2 separate regions of the Danio rerio genome follow, and region 1 is linked to region 2. A link is a contact called in public Micro-C data. All regions are on one chromosome and are shown on one strand. The core of a region is the stretch at or near the end of the contact, and the rest is flanking DNA. Distances in the headings are between cores, read along the strand shown.

Evidence for each region. Hi-C and Micro-C count contacts between places; a contact is called where the count stands out from the background.
Region 1: a Micro-C map of caudal fin shows a contact between it and region 2, with 10 times the contacts expected there. The contact joins the promoter of tanc1a here to the enhancer-like site in region 2. A contact is called at or near these places in 3 of 18 Hi-C or Micro-C datasets (caudal fin, hematopoietic stem cells and an unstated tissue).

What each region holds. Positions count from the first base shown.
Region 1 is chr6:13,158,282-13,162,421 of GRCz12tu, forward strand. It overlaps tanc1a (tetratricopeptide repeat, ankyrin repeat and coiled-coil containing 1a), which reads right to left and starts at 2,534. Exons shown (of 27, transcript XM_005165845.5): 1 at 2,468-2,534.
Region 2 is chr6:12,975,678-12,979,877 of GRCz12tu, forward strand. It overlaps wdsub1 (WD repeat, sterile alpha motif and U-box domain containing 1), which reads left to right. Exons shown (of 12, transcript NM_001077769.1): 5 at 2,488-2,521; 6 at 2,657-2,697; 7 at 2,769-2,875. Among named protein-coding and RNA genes, the nearest start is that of wdsub1, 9.3 kb to the left of the region's middle. Within about 2 kb of position 2,329, at least 15 of the 62 cell types and tissues checked have an H3K27ac peak or open chromatin away from gene starts, as enhancers often do.

The DNA of each region.
Region 1 (4,140 bases), core at 1,284-3,783, 180 kb after region 2:
AAAATGTTCAATAAATCGAGATTTTGATTTTAGGCCAAATCTCCCAGCCCTAAAACAAAGGGAACTTTACTTGGAAAAACCAACTGTTGCAATCTACTATGAAAGAAGAGGTTTCACAGCCTGAAGTATAGTGATATGCTTAATTAAGCAACAATTATGCTGTCCTAAATGAAGACGTCGCACAATACTGCACGCACCCTGACCTCTTCATACAGCTGTTATGAATACAGCACTAGGAATGCTCAAAATCACTGAAGGACCAGTAAGGATTAAGCAGCAGGATAAGGACAATATCTTCTTTCACGAACACCCACAAGGCATGTGGTCCGCGCGCTTGCTTTTGCAAAATTCAATATAATTCGATAGGGTTCAATAGAGCGTGCAACAAACAGATTCGGTGATCAGAACAATGGCAGCGAGCTTTAAAAATGAAATCCTACTCTGCTTACCGCAAGTGATCTGATTACTTTCTGGCCGAGGGCAGCAATAACAGACGTCTACTGAACTGAAAACATTAACTAACTGAATCAAGAGGCTTCGGGGGCTACGGTGTTGAAAAGAGACCAGAAAAAAATGCATGGTTTTAATAGCAAACAGGCATGAAGAAATGGCCACAGTCTTGGTTCAGCTGACCTTTACAAATGCAACAACAAACACATTCCATTACTTTGTCAAATGTGTGCACACCTGTTCAGTGTCAGTTGGCTCACGGTGACCCTGTATGGAAAGTCATACATCACATTTTTCCAAAATCAGCAGCATGTGTGTGTGTAAAGAAACTCTCAGGCTTCAAGTTGTGGATTTAAAGATCCATATATTAAGGAAAATTTGGTTTTATATTCTCATATTTGGACTTTCTCTTTAAAAATATAACAAAGAAAAGTATTATTCGCAAATTCTAAATAGTGAAATCATATTAGCAGTCATCGACTATCAAAGTACAACATTGATCACAGTCAATTAAATAGTGCAAATTTTGTTTTAAAGTCATATTTATATGTGATTTCAGTCCGAATATTTAAAGTACCATAGTAAATGTCTATGGAGTTAGATTTGTTTCTTTATTATTCAATCAAAATTATTTAGTTTTAGGGGAAAATTAAGTACATTCATTCATTTTCTTTTCGGCTTAGTCCCTTTATTAATCCGGGGTCGCCACAGCGGAATGAACCGCCAACTTATCCAGCACATGTTTTACGCAGCGGATGCCCTTTCAGCCGCAACTCATCACTGGGAAAAAATTAAGTACACAGCAATTAAAAAATAAAAGATTGCAAATAAAAAAACAACCATATAATTAAATAACGTGTGGGGCTTAAAATGTCAATGTCAATGATATTAAAATAATTTGGAATGCAAAAAAATAAACTATTGCCCTATAATGCAGTTACCACAATTTTCATTGCACACTCTCTTCTGCTGTCATTTATTGCACATCTAGAATCTTCTTTGCTTGCGGGTTAAAAGGTTTTTAACCAATGTATGCCAGGGTATGCCTTTATTTTTCAATGTATGCCTTTATTATTTAAACAAACTTATGAAGTTTTTGACCAAAATAAGGCACATTGCATTTAGAAAAACAAAATATTTAGAGATGGGCCGGTATAAGATTCTGACGCTATGATAAGCTTGGATAATACCACAGATTCATAGTATTGTGATTACTGCTTTTTTTTTAAGGTCTTGGTAAAAAACTAAATCTAACTCCATACGTGTCACAAGTTGTGACTGAAAAAATGTGCAAATATAGACCAATTTGAGGGATGTAATCAAAAACAATGGTGCAAACTTATTTCATGCTATACATTTTTAATTTCTATAGCTTTTGAGAATTTAAAAAGAGCCACATATTGATAAATAATGCCACAATAGCTGTTTTAATATTAAGTTTTGATTGAACTGCCTCTTGTTTACTGCTATGAAATAGTTTGATAACTAGCAGGAATTGTTCATGGGCCAATGACATGACCACATTGAAATGGTTAATAAAGCAATTTTATCCAAAACATCCAAATGAGATGTCCACCTCCTTTCCATTTAGCCTTACAGTATTGTGGTCAATTTACAATTTTGAGTGGTCAAAAACCACATTCTTAATGGAAAAAAAGTAGTCAATGGCTTAATATGATATCACAGCATTGCAAAACATTCAACTGTTTGTGTACATATTATGATCAACACTGCTTCAACAACAGACATGAGAATGACAGACCACACAAACAAGGTTGAAGTCTAATTTGAAACGGTAAACTTCATGTATTAAACTAAACTGAGTTTAGAAAAACAACAACTGTAAAATCAATAAAGAAATCTTGCATGTTTGATACAGTAACGTTACGTTATTTAGGTGTTTGTCGGACGCCGCTTTATAGTAACCTAACAAGAGCAGAACCGAACAAGTTTGTCAGTTATTAATTGTTTATAGTACAAAGATAAATTCAGAATTAAAAAATTGGCGAAAACTTACCTGTTTTGACTGAGATACCGCTAAATGTCGTCCTTACACACGCGTTTCTTAGCCAGTACAACTTTCCAACTGGAGTGAAGGCGTGAGTGAAGGAACCCGCTCCTTCAACTCCTCCCTCTGACGAGTCAGCCAATCAGAGCAGGCAGCGCAGTATAAACACGCCTCCCACCTCTGACTGAAACATGTCATACTTACACAAGTTTTTAAAATAAATATAAACTTTACCCATGTAGTGCACATCCAAATATTGTGATGTTACTGATATTTGAACCTTTTGTATGAATGAGTGTGAAGACATTTGTCACTTGTTTTTTATGCAGTATATAATCATTGTTTTAGAATGATTTAAGTTCATATTGCTTGTTATTTGTTATTTTGAAAACCAAAACAAGTTGTTAGAAGCCACTGTGAATATGCTTATACTTGCTGGGAAATTTGACTTTCACAAACAAAGGTTCCTAAAAAAAATATTTTATAGACTTCCTATGTGAAATAGAAAAATTAATCAAATCACTTAGATTAATTGATAATAAGAAATGTGCTTCTTTCTTGAGTAAATATAATGAGATCCTTCATGCTAATTGTTTTTTTTTTTTGCATTATCATTTCCTTTAATTATTTTTAATGTACTTTTTTGGTTTTGCTTAGACCCTGTGTATCTAATATGAATATTGTGTAAAAGAACTGTTTTCTTTTACTGTATTTTAAGTTGTATTATACAGTTTCCTGATAAATAAATATAAGCCCATAATTAAGAAATGAATCATGCACCATCAAACATCTCAAACCCATAAGTTTAAACAACAAAAACCATTGTCTTTATTACTAGTTTTATTTGGTTTTAATTTAAGAATTTGATAACACCTTTGTTACTGTATATAACACCTTTGAGATGCATCATACTGTACATAAGAACCAACAATGAAATATCAACCAAAAAATCTAATGACACCTAACTCTAAAGAGTTATTCATTTTACTAATATATTTACTATATTTGTCCTGATAATTTCTAGAACACGAAAAACTCAATTTATTAACAAATATTATAGAATATTCTCTTTATCTAATCAAAATTTTTAAAACTAAAAGTTTTCATAAAGATCTTACAAAAATATATCCATTTTATATCCATATCCTTTTAATTAATATAGCTAAATGTAGAACTAATAAATCCAAAGTAAACAAAAATAATTATACATTTATTTATCTATATGTCTGTCTATTTATGTTCTCACTTTTTTATCCTAATATATATATATATATATATATATATATTTTTTTTTTTTTTTTACAGTATATGCAGCGCCCGAAAATCGGCTAAGTGTAACCAATGTGCTTTCACAGGCGTAATATCATTGTGCCTGCTGCAGCCATAGGACAGCAGCCAGATTCCTTGATTATTAAGCTGGAATGAACGAATATATGGCTAGGCCATATTAGCTTAGAAAACAGCAATTTTTCATTCTCAGTCAGTCTTAGTAATGTACCTACTGAAGAGTCAAGCTTTAAATATCAGCTTCAATGATCTATGCTAAGCTAAGCTAAAAGTGCTCCAGCAAGACCCAGGGTAAATGCATTTTTTAAAAAAAGATCAAATTATTTCTAACTTTTTAACTCTAGGTGACTTGGAAAATGACCCTATTTTCAAAAAAAGATTGCTCATTTATCTTT
Region 2 (4,200 bases), core at 1,079-3,578:
CATTCTCCCCGGGCTCATGTGGGTTTCCCCCAGGTTTCCCGGTTTCCTCCCACCATCCAAAAACATTCAACTTAAGTTAATTGACTAATCCAAATCTGCACCATAGACATGTTCCTAGTAAGTAGTTATCTCTTAAGAGCAATCACTATCTGTTCATTAGCTAATACAGCAGGGGAGTTCTCGAGATCTACCTGAGCTCAAACTCCCCTCTTGCAAATGGGAGGGAGCCAGGGGCACGAGGATCTTATGAGCTCAGGGCTCTCTCCTGAACAGCTTGACAAACAAGCTTTATAATCAATCATCAGCTAAGTGTGATTTCTTGAAACAACAATTCAGATGTTTTGCAATGTGGTCGGTCCACTTGCTTATTCATTAATACCATCCCATACACTTGTTACAACATGATCTGTTAAAACAAAATAACATGACTTTTTTGATGCGCATGCTGGTATTTATTTAGTAAATGTGTTTCCATTATAGTTTAGGCACATTTATTTCTTATCAAATAAAAAAAAAACTCTTTCTATTTCCATTAAGCATTTTTAATGCAGTATTCCAAAATGGCATACAAATGTGTGGATGAAAACAGATAATTACATTACAGAACTAGACTTAAGCACCAAGGCCAAAACAATGCTGTTTTTTTCCATTGTCAGACCAGTAGCTTGAAAGTGCTGCCCTAAAACCTGTTCCTAAAACATGCCTTAAGGAAGAAACAGCATACAATTTCACCAGTGATGGGAAAAATAAATAAAAGCTGTGTGAACACACATGCTAAATGCAAATGTCTGGTCTACAGATCTACACTTTAGCATCAACACATGAACAATATGAAGGACAAAACTTGCTAATGAGAACTTATAAATCAACTTGCTAATGAGATATGTCAATCATCAGAAGCCAGTCAAAAAATCGAGTGCAAAACTTTTCTAACGACCAACCAATGATGGCATAAAAACCACCTTCTGATGATTGATAGGCACCTGCTCATTAGCATGTTGACCTGAGGAAAAGTAAATACGAAACTACATTCAAGACTGAATAAAGGTTTGAAAGGGGAAAAAAATTAAGTTTCAGTTGAGCATTTTCCTATTCCTCAACTTTTGTGTAATTTATTTAATTGTTTACATGCCCGCACCATTAATTGTTTATATATTTATTCATGCAGGAATTTTTGTATTATGTATTTATTTATGTATTTGCATATTTATTTTATTTATTTTTTATTTTATTTATGCTGGAATTTATGGATTTATTTCATTTATTGGATATTTTTTTAATTTTGCAGGTTTCGTCCTCCATAGACCAACAATTTGCAGTAACACTCTCTATTCTGTAAATTAGGGGCTTGTATGTACAAGAAGCCTAAAAGTAAATTAAAAATAGACCATCCGTTACTCATTGTAAATATTTTAATTGACTCCTATGCCTAATCTACGCTTGTCCATTTATCAGCCAAATGACTGGGGATACAAACTTTTCACCTTTCTGCAAAATTCAGCAATTTAAATGAAAAACAACTGTTGTGTGTTATAACTAATAAACTCAACTGTAAAAAATACTGTAGTATATTTTAGTTTTACTACAGTAAGATGTGGTGTATTGTAGTATGTTATACCTTATAATTGTAGAAAACTACAGTATGATGCAATCCTTTCTTTATGAGCTGGATGCGCAGAGGTAAATGCATATTTTGATAGGGAGGTTGGACAGCCCATCGTAATGTTCAGGCCAAATGTTTTGATTCGGACAAACTTTTCTTGGTTCTACACTTTCCAATCAATATTAAAAAAAAAACAAACATCTAAATATATAATTTAATGATTGCTATCAGAATGTAAAGAGACTTTTAACCAGCACAACAAAAATAGTTTCTTAAGACAATCTATCAACCTATTGAACTTTAGTAGCGAGATAGTTCACCCAAAAATGAAAATTGTCATAATTTACTCGCCCTTATTTCAAATCTTTATAAGCCTTTTTGTTCTGCTAAACGCCAAAGAAGAAATCCTGAAAAAAGCTGGAAACCTGTAACCACTGACTTTTTTTGTTTTTTATGGATAATTGTTGTTGTTAGTATTTGTTTTTCCTACAATAAAAGTCAATACTTTTGTGTTCAACATAATAAAGTAATTGCTAAAGGTTTGGAACTACTTGAGGCTGAGTAAATGGGGAGAATTTTCATTTTTGGGTGAACTATCCTTCTAATTTTATCCAGAAAACGCCACCAAACTCTAGCTCGCAGTTCCTCTGTTTTCCGCTGGGTGGTGCTCTGCCGTCACAGACGTCAGCAGTGTGAAGCACAAACGATGAATGCGCGGCGGTGCTGCTGACGTCTTTTTGCTAAATAACACACTCTGATGAAATGGATTGTTCATCCGCTGTGTGTCAGCAGACAGACAGACTCTCGATTTTACTGCACATAAAGGCCACAGAGAGCCTGTCTGACTCAACGCCTTTTAAATGTCACTTTCTCTTTCCCCACAGATCAGTGGATAAGACCGTCACCGTGTATCAAGCTGTGAGTCTCATTCATATTCATCATCACATATTTCTGTCCAACCAACAAAAATAAAAGAGGATTGACAGCTCAGCCCGCTTGGATGTCATTAGCATAAGGTTTACATTAAAAATAATAATGACTTCTCCTTTGCAGGATGAAGGCGTCTTACTTTACACACTTCACCAGCATGACAGGTGAGTTCGGAGTGTTGATTATTAAGGGTTAAAACTCTCAGTATAAGTTACTGATCACTCTTTTTGGGTAGGTATGTGACTGCCTGTGCATTTTCCCCCACGGCCCCTCTCATCGCCACAGGCTCCATGGACAAAAGCGTCAATATCTGGAGGATGGAGGAAGGCAGCAGTGCACAGGGTGAGTTACTAACACACAACTGAGCCTTCAAATCATATTCAAAATGCATTGCGTTGTAGAGTTTATAGTAAGGCTGCACAATTTTTTGGTTCAGCATCGATATCGCAATGTAAACGATGGCAGTAGTCACGTTGCAAGATATGCAATGTTGAGTCTATTATATATCAATGTTGAGGAATATAATGTACAGTTTGCACATGATTTAGAGGCCTATGACTGTTAGGATTGCTCCATTAGTAACCTTAATAAAGAAATGCTAGATAGATAGCTAGCGATTGTAACTTTTTTCTTTATTGTATTTAACTAGGCTTTTACTTTGTTTATTAGATTTTATGCAGACGTACACATCAACTAAATCATCCCAGTCCCAACAATTACACAACCTTTCCAAATATATTTTCAAGTCATCTGGTCAAATTGTATTCATATTGCAATATTCATCACAGACTTGCAAAATATCGCAATATTAGATTCTCCCAATATCGCGCAGCCCTAGTTTATATAAATATGGATCACTCCTATTCTGAAGTACCCTTTTATAAAATATGGTTGTTTTAGAGTAAATTGTCTCTGTGTTCTGGACAAGGTCTTATTTGTTTTATTTCTGTAATTAGTTTAGTAGAGATTAAATGATTTTAAAATCATTTAAACCAAACAATACCAGAAAACATTCATTCCATACACTGTAAAAGGTATGGACGTAGTATCCGTGACGTCACCCATAGGTTTCTTATAAGCGCATATAATGCTGCAAGTGGGTGTGGCCAACCGGCCCCATTTTGTTCGTGCGTCATCGCTCCAACTGGGGGTAACCAAATAAGGGCAAAGAGGCAGAGCCTGAGTGGAGCTAAAGACACACTTATCTTTGGGAGAATCAATTAATACTTCATTACTTGCGACTCGCTTGTGTTCCGACCACTTGTGCTTGGTTGTACACTATAGCCCTACTCACACTATGCTATCCGTACCCTGCCCAGGCCCGTTTCCCAGATTGCTTGAGAAGTGTGAGTGCGCTGAATCGGGCTCAGCATGGTTCACTTGGGCTTTGGCACGGTACACTTGTGTGAGAGTTCAAAACACGCCAATGCCCGAAACTGAAAGGGAGACGTGACTTTTAAGGGAACTGCTGTAGTTTATTAAATACTCTCTGCACGACAGCTGCGCACCTTCAGCAAACCTCCTAATTCCTGCAGCACGAGGACTTTATGATTGTTTATGAGCGTCAAAAGTGGCTGATCTGTTCGGCGAACTATCTGACTGCGTTTCACCTCATCCCTAAGGACTAAATTGATATAACTAGAGAAATCTCCACTGTGCTGAGCGAG